Linked DNA regions of Sus scrofa: region 2 is linked to region 1. The links are chromatin contacts, called in public HiChIP or PLAC-seq maps. All regions are on one chromosome and are shown on one strand. Each heading gives the region's core, a stretch centred on a gene start, on an enhancer-like site or on the middle of the called end of the contact. The rest is flanking DNA. Distances are from core to core; before and after follow the strand shown. Region 1 overlaps LOC110262100 (rap guanine nucleotide exchange factor 6-like). Region 2 holds the start of RAPGEF2 (rap guanine nucleotide exchange factor 2).

Region 1 (3,901 bases), core at 1,030-3,529:
CAACACTTCTGAATTTCAGGAGTTATTTCCACTCCCAATTGTGTGTTTTTAACAATTAAGTATTTTTATTTCAACCGAAGATTTTTAAATTTTAGCTGATAGGCAATCCCGGGTGGCTCAGTGGGTTAAGGATCTGGCATTGTCACTGCTATGGCACTGGTCACTGCTGTGAATAGGTTTGATCCCTGGTCCTGGAACTTCTGTGTGTTGTCAGCGTGGCCAAAAAAATAATAGTAAAATAAAATGACTAAACAATATTTGATTAAAATTGACTCAGTTTATTAAAGTGTAGCTCTTCCATTCCCCACTTCCTGTCACCGAACTTGCTCATAAAAACCTGAAGATGAATTCTTGATACATCACTCTGAAGGAATTATGGTAAGAATGTGTCTTAAAGATGTGAGCAGGTTTCATAATGCCTGTGAGCGAGGCGGGGCCAGGTGATTCATAGCGGCCTGGGAGAGGCACAGAAGGTGTTGGGAGGGCCCTGAGCAGCAGAGCCAGATGCCAAGGCACTGCAGCTGTTGGGAGCAACCTCCAGTGCAGCCCCCAGGCCTCCTGCTCCTGCCCTGCTGCTCCTCCCTTATCGGCAGGCCTTATTCTCCCTGGAAAATGGCCCCACAGGGCAGGAAACTCCCTCGCCTATTTGTTTGCTATTCTTTCAGTAGCAAACGTTAGAGGGTGGTAGTGCCCTTGGTGGTGGCAGTTGTAGTGGCACAAAAATGATGATGGAAAGAGGCTAAAGGCTGTGGCGGCTAGTGCTGTTTGTCTGGCATCATTGGAAAAGCCTTATGTGGAATTATTTAATTATGTGTGTGGAATCATTTAATTTCACGACTGTCCTTTGAGGAAGGCATGTCATTCCCTGTATTTATAACCAAGGAGACTCTGGCAGTGTAGGTGGGCTGGTGGCCATCCACCCTCCGGTCTGCCTGGGTGGCCTGGCGTGACTCCTGGCATGATCCTCAGCATGACCCCTGGCGTGACCCGGAGAATGCCCTCCCATCATCACGGATTCTGTCTCCTGAGGAACGGAGCACAGAGCAGCAGATAGAAGTAGCTGCTGGCTCCCTTCTGAAGGCTCTGACGGTTTCTGAACTTGAAAGTGTGCAGAGGCAAATAAATGTTTAGGCACTGGCTTATTCTAAAACTTACATTTAATTTTTATTTAAAAAGTAGTGGTAATTACTATACAAATTATCACAGATAAAGAGAAGGAAAACCATCACCTAAAGTCTCTCATGCAAGGTAGTCATTCTTTAATATTCTAGTCTTTTTCCGTCTAGTCTTACATGTATGTGGGCTGCATACTTAAGAGCACACTTTATAAACAATTTAATATCTTGCTGATTTCAAGAATGTATATATGCTTACCTCATTACATCAAAAACTCTTTATAAAGGCTCACTCTTTATGCCTTTTCACATCTGCCTCATGTTCAGTTATTTGAACTTAACCACAATTTGATTAATAATTGTTAAGGGGTAAATTTTCCATACTTTTCATTATAAATGATGCTATAGGAGTTCCCATCGTGGCTCAGTGGTTAACGAATCCGACTAGGAACCATGAGGTTGTATTTCGATCCCTGGCCTTGCTTAGTGCATTAAGGATCTGGTGTTGCTGTGAGCTGTGGTGTAGGTCACAGATGTGGCTCGGATCCCGAGTTGCTGTGGCTCTGGTGTAGGCCGGCGACTACAGCTCCGATTAGACCTAGCCTGCGAACCTCCATATGCCGTGGGAGCAGCCCTAGAAAAGGCAAAAAGACAAAAATAAATAAATAAATAAATAATGCTATAAAGAATGTGATTTGGGGTTTTCTGTTGTAGCTCAGCAGGTTAAAAACCCAACTAGTATCATGCGGATGTGGGTTTGATCCTGGCCTACTCATTTGGTTAAGGATCTCGTGTTGCCACAAGCTGCAGTGTAGGTTGAAGATGTGGCTTGTGTCTCATGTTGCTGTGGCTGTGGAACAGGCTGGTAGCTGCAGTTCTGATTCCACCCCTTGCCTGGGACTTCATATGCTGCAGATATATCTGTAAAAAGAAAAAAAAAAGAAGAAAAGAATGTGATTTGAAGTTTATGCATCTTAGAGAAAACCAAGGTTGATAACACCATCATCATCTTGATACAAGTTCTGTTGTACAAATTAAATCTGTAGACCGAGTTCCTAGAACAGCAAAGGAGCATGTGACTGCCTTTCTTGACCACCAGCCATCATCAGCTAGTCAAGTAGGACAAGTGACAGCTTGTCCCAACTTCTGGGACAGGAACCCAGTGTTCAGATACCTGCTGTTGTAGGAGAAAGAAGACTTGCAGTCCAGACCTATTTCATGAACACATTGGAGTCTGTAGCTAATTATTTTCAAAGATGACTTCAGTTACTCTTTCTCTGGCAGACTGTCAAAAGCTTGCAGGTCAGGACTTTACTGGGATGAGGGGAAAGGATGATGTTTCAGACTGAATGACAAGCCAGGGCTATTTATAGGTTATTTCTTCATGTGGCACCTGGTGACCTTTGCTGGGTCCAAGTTGTTTGTTTCCTTTGGAGCTGTTGCCTGAGGAATAGTCCTGAGATTGTTGTAGTGAGTAGGAGCCTGTGCTGGTCCTGTGTTCAAGGTAGGCATCAGTGAGTATTTCTTTCTCCAGGAAACATTGAGGCTGGATTAAAGTGTAATGTAGATTCGGTGCAAGGAGCAGTCAGGTTTTATAAAACAGCCAGTTCACAGGCGACTTCCTGCATTGACCATCCTTTTCTCATGTTAGCCTGGAAATTGGTTATCAGTATATGTAATAAATAATCTGATCCTTCTCCTGAATGTTTTAACTCATTTTGACAGGTAATGTAGCCTGAATAGCTAGTTTGGATCAAAGCAGTTTGGACAGCATTTTCCTTTTTTTTTTGGTCTCTTCTAGAGTTGCATCCGTGGCACATGGTGGTTCCCAGGCTAGGGGTCAAATTGGAGCTGCAGCTGCCGGCCTATGCCACAGCCACAGCAATGCCAGATCCAAGCCGCATCTGTGACCCACACTGCACCTCATGGCAACGCTGGATCCTTAACCCGCTGAGGAAGGCCAGGGATTGAACCCACAACGTCGTGGTTTCTAGTTGGATTTGTTAACCACCGAGCCACAATGGGAACTCCCATTTTCCTTTAACTGATTTTCCTGCAATTGCTTTGACCCCCGAAACCATCAAGCATGAAGGGTGATGTTCAGCCCAGAAAATCTGTTCTTGGGCTTCCACATTTCATTAGCTTTACTGAATTCCTTCGTTAACATTTAGGCCAACATTATATTTATTTATTTCATTTTTGTCCTCCTTTTAGACAGGTGAAGGTTGTTTTGGCTATGTACTTTACTCTGGTTGTTCAAGCCCAACTATTGTTCTTCAGTAAGATTTTTAACACTGATGGCACTTAGGAAGTCCTTTATGCCTGTCTCAGAGTCAGCCTACTCTCTCTGCCCCACTTCGAGGCCCTTCAGTGATTAGAATGTTGTTTTATGAATTTGACTGTAAACTTATTAGAAATTTACCAAGTTTGGAAACATAGATCTTTACGCAAGTGGCCGTCATGTCACTTACATGTTACATATAGCAATGGTGTTACATATAATGCTGCCCTAGGATAAAGTAGAACTCTTATCTGGAGTGTATTTTGTGTTCTTGAAGCAACATACAATTTATAGTTAGGTTTTTCCTTAAGTCTTATTTAAAATAAACTCAGTGCCTTTGTATGATCAGCAGGATGATGAGCCGAGGTGACCTCGGAATACAGCAGAGGTTATGTTTTTCTCATTTAGGGACATGCCAGAGGGGACACTTGCCATAGACGAATATAGAAATGGTATAAATGGTGTGTGTTTTTCCAAGCCTCTAAGCAAAGCAGTTGTGGTTACC
Region 2 (3,797 bases), core at 132-2,631, 51 kb after region 1:
TATATACCATTAATAGACCATGAGAAACAGACCAGTGCTTCAAAGTTACAATGTCAGCTCTAATGCTATCTTTTCAAATGACCTACTGACCTGGGTGAAATTACGTTTGTGATAGAATACCACGCCTGTATTAAATTTCAACTTTCTACCTCTAAAAGAACTTTGATTTTTTTTTTTTTTAAAGTCTGAGTGTGTTTAGTTTTATATTATTTGCAAGGTGCTGTGTGTGTATGGGTGTTTGTGAAAGTCACATCTTCTAAATTTATACAGAGCTTGTTAAATGTGCATTTTGTGAATTTGGGGTGGACACTTGTTTCCTGTAGCATGTGCTTTTTGAGGGTCTGGAAGAGGTCACATCCATCCCTGTATCTTCACCTTGGTGAAAAATCGTATTTTTAGTCCAAAGCTATTCAAGTAAGTCCTGCTCTGTTTTCCCACCCTGTCTTCAGTGATATTATTTGGAGTCAGCAATCAATGGATTCCATCCCTCTGAGACTTGCTTAACCTACAGCTGCTGATAAAATACAGGCAAGCGCTCATTCCTTTTTCTGAATCGTCCATTGCTACCTTAATGAGTGAAATGGTTAAGTAGAGGAGGGGGCGAGCCTTAAGGAATGTGTGTACCATTTGAGCTGAATATTTCAGTGTATATAGGGAGAGGGAGGGTGAGAGAGAAATCCACTTACATCACTAGAACTGCATTGAGTGTGAGCCTTGCAGGGTAAGAGACAGACCACAGTGTCTTGCTTTCTGCAGGAAGCAGCAATGCCGTCTGTTTCCTAAGAGGAATTTTTTATTTAGAAAAGGAAGCTTTCTCTCTACCCAGGAAATGGCTTTCCTTGTGCGTTGCTATGCCAACTGCCTGCAGCCATGGTCCTCCAAAGTAAGCACAATAATGTAATTATATTGGTGTGTTGCATTCAGACTCATGCTTCTGAGTGTATGTGTGTATGTGTACGTGTGTGTACATGTGCTGTGTTTCTGTTCGTGACTCTTGCTGGCAGTCATGCTTGTGCCGAGTGTGAGGGACAGACATCATTAGATTAAATGTCCATCAGTGTCATGCCGCAGAGATTAATTGTGCAAACTTGGTTAGTGGAGCGGGACAGGGATCACTGGCCGTGCTCCGTCAGCATCCTTGGCAGCCAGGGAGGAGGTCCCGATTCACACGCTCTGCCCTGATTCTTTCTCTCTCTCTTCCTTTCTCCTTTTTTTCCTCTTGGTCAGAGGGGTCCCTATGTGTGACTGCAAATGAGACAAGAGTATTAACAATGCTCGGCTGAGTGCTGGGGACGGGCCCCTCCACCGCCCTAATACCGTTCTGTAGGAAGCCTTTGGAGGGGAGTCTGTGTGCAGTCAGCCATTTTAGCTTTTTTTTTTTTTTTTTTTTTTTCCTCCTTTTCTTGTGCCTCTTGTTCTTCAGTCTCAGAAATGATCTTGTTCTCCGGGAAGACCAGGAGCTGTATAAGGTTTCCTCTGTCTCGCCCTAGCCTGAGATGGTTAGGGTTTCAGTGCTATAAAAATGGAGACGAGCAGGGTTGTTCAGATTCCTTTTCGGGTCCACAAGTGTGAGGGTTTGCAGTCACCAGTCCTGACACTTGAAGCTGCAGCTGGCTCTCCTTTTTTTTTTTTTTTTTTTTTTTTTTTTTCCTCCTCTGTTTCTTTTTTCTTTTAATCCAATGCTGTCAAGGGTGACTTGCCGTCCATGAGACATTGGTCCATGATGTGTCAATTCAGTCCAGCCTATGTTCCTTCGTTATGAAACCACTAGCAGTGCCAGCTAACCATGGAGTTATGGGCCAGCAGGAGAAACATCCAGTAAGTATCGCAGAGACTGCTTGTGTTTCCATGGCACGTCAGAGAGAACTGCTTTAAAACGGGAATGATTGCTGCTGCTCTTCAGGGAAGGCAGGTGCTTTAGAGGGGGTAATAGTATGCTTGGAGGAGGGAGGGTAGGTTACAACTGGCTTGTTCTTCCAATTTTGTGGCTATGTTAAAAAAAAAAAAAAATTTAACCAAGAGCAGCAGTTCATTTAAAGCCCGATCACGAGCACTGGAAGTATTGGACAGCTGATTTTTGTAATCAGAAATCAGAGCTTGACCATTCAGCTTTAACTGAGTACTCAAGATGGTTTCTTAAAAATATGTTTATAGTCAAACTTAATGAGAGCTCGTGCAAAGGTTATCAGGAATGGATGTCTGTAGTAAGGAATTCACACATAGGTTGGAGGGAGGGAAGGAGGGCTTTGGTTATTGATTTGGTAATAAAACGATCAGGGGTGCTCATCTTAACATGTATTAATAGATAATGAAAACACAGAATTTTTTTTCAGTGCCACGGTGTTGCTTCTTTATAATTGGTCCCATGAGTCAGCTCTGCGTTTGTCATGCTGAAATCCCATAGGCGGCAACCGCAGTTTGTGAGAAACACTTTTTTATGGCTACTTCCAAGTCTGACCCTCCCGTTCCCATGCTGCTTTCATGTCACCATGTTGGAAGTTTTCTGCCGTCACACTAATTCATATGTGCTGTATATAACCCCCCAATGAAAAGGCATCCATTTAGGCAGCTTATATAGGAGTAAATCAAAGTATTTCTTAAATGTCCGTTTTTATATCCTGGCATCTGACAAGTATCATATTAGAGGGTAGGAATTATCTTTTATATATTCTAAAAAGGTTGAGATGTTAAACTTAAAAAATGGAGACATGTTGCCAAGGCTTTGAAAATTTATAGGCGGAAGGGCGTGACTTAGAATATTTAGATGCTTAGGTTAATGGGTATAATTTGCTTTTGTTCACCTTTATGAGCAAAATTAGTAACTGGATGTGAGAGGTTTTCTTAGATGAGGTGACTCTCAGGCAGCATTCCACATTCCCAGAGACCACAGGATGTATCCTAGGGCATTGGCTGTGTCAGAAGCCTGTTATATGAGGCAGCGCTGAGAGCCCCACCCCCTTGCAATGGTGGTACCTTGCTAATTAAATCTCTTCGGATCAGATCCCCCAAAAGACCAGCCTTATCCTTAATTTCACTAATAAGAAAGGTTGTTATAGAGAAGTTCCCTTATGGTTCAGTTTTATTAACAGGCCCTTTGATGTGAAGCTCCTCTGTATTCATGATTTTTCCAGGTGTGAGGAAGCCTATTACTTAAATAACACTTGAGGAGCCTTAGAAGCAAAGTTCAAATCTCAGGCTCTTTAGTCCTCTTTCTCATATATCCTTTCTCAAGATGGGGGAGGGGGTATTTAAATTAATAGGATAATTTTAATGAACCAGGAAAATTTTTTTGTGTGTGTGTCTTTTTACGGCTGTACCAATGGCATATGGAGGTTCCCAGGCTAGGGGTCTAATCGGGGGAGCTGTAGCTGCCGGCTTACGCCACAGCAATGCAGGATCCCAGCCGCATCTGTGACCTATACTACAGCTCATGGCAACGCCAGATCCTTAACCCACTGAGCAAGGCCAGGGATGGAACCCGCAACCTCATGGTTCCTAGTCAGATTCGTTTCCACTGCACCAGATGGAAACTCCCAGGAAAATTGTTAATGTTCTAGAATTAGGTTGTGATGATGGTTGTGCAACTATAAATATAATAAAATTTAAAAAAAATCAGCAACAAAAAGAAAAGTGGTAAGACTTTTTTCTGATGGGGAGGGAAAAGTATGGCTAGATTTACAAACATGAGCATTTGGGTCTGTTAATACCAGAGGCGCCTATTCCATAAGTATGTTTGTTTCCTGGCAATTTTATGCTTTGCTGAATTTGAGGGTAATGCAATGATAGAAGTAACCCCA

What was found. HiChIP or PLAC-seq counts read pairs in DNA pulled down with a chosen protein or histone mark.
Region 2: a contact with region 1 is called in an H3K27ac HiChIP or PLAC-seq map of skeletal muscle. The contact joins the promoter of RAPGEF2 here to the enhancer-like site in region 1. A contact is called at or near these places in 12 of 47 Hi-C or Micro-C datasets (alveolar macrophages, embryonic fibroblasts, fetal heart ventricle and 8 more) and 2 of 2 datasets of contacts at active chromatin or transcription factors (alveolar macrophages and skeletal muscle).

The regions. Positions count from the first base shown.
Region 1 is chr8:48,129,817-48,133,717 of Sscrofa11.1, forward strand. All of the region lies in intron 4 of LOC110262100 (rap guanine nucleotide exchange factor 6-like), which reads left to right. Among named protein-coding and RNA genes, the nearest start is that of RAPGEF2, 52 kb to the right of the region's middle. Within about 2 kb of position 2,280, at least 4 of the 83 cell types and tissues checked have an H3K27ac peak or open chromatin away from gene starts, as enhancers often do. A contact at or near this core is called in skeletal muscle, where this site is marked.
Region 2 is chr8:48,182,137-48,185,933 of Sscrofa11.1, forward strand. RAPGEF2 (rap guanine nucleotide exchange factor 2) reads left to right here and starts at 1,382. Exons shown (of 25, transcript XM_021101305.1): 1 at 1,382-1,818. The coding sequence starts at 1,759.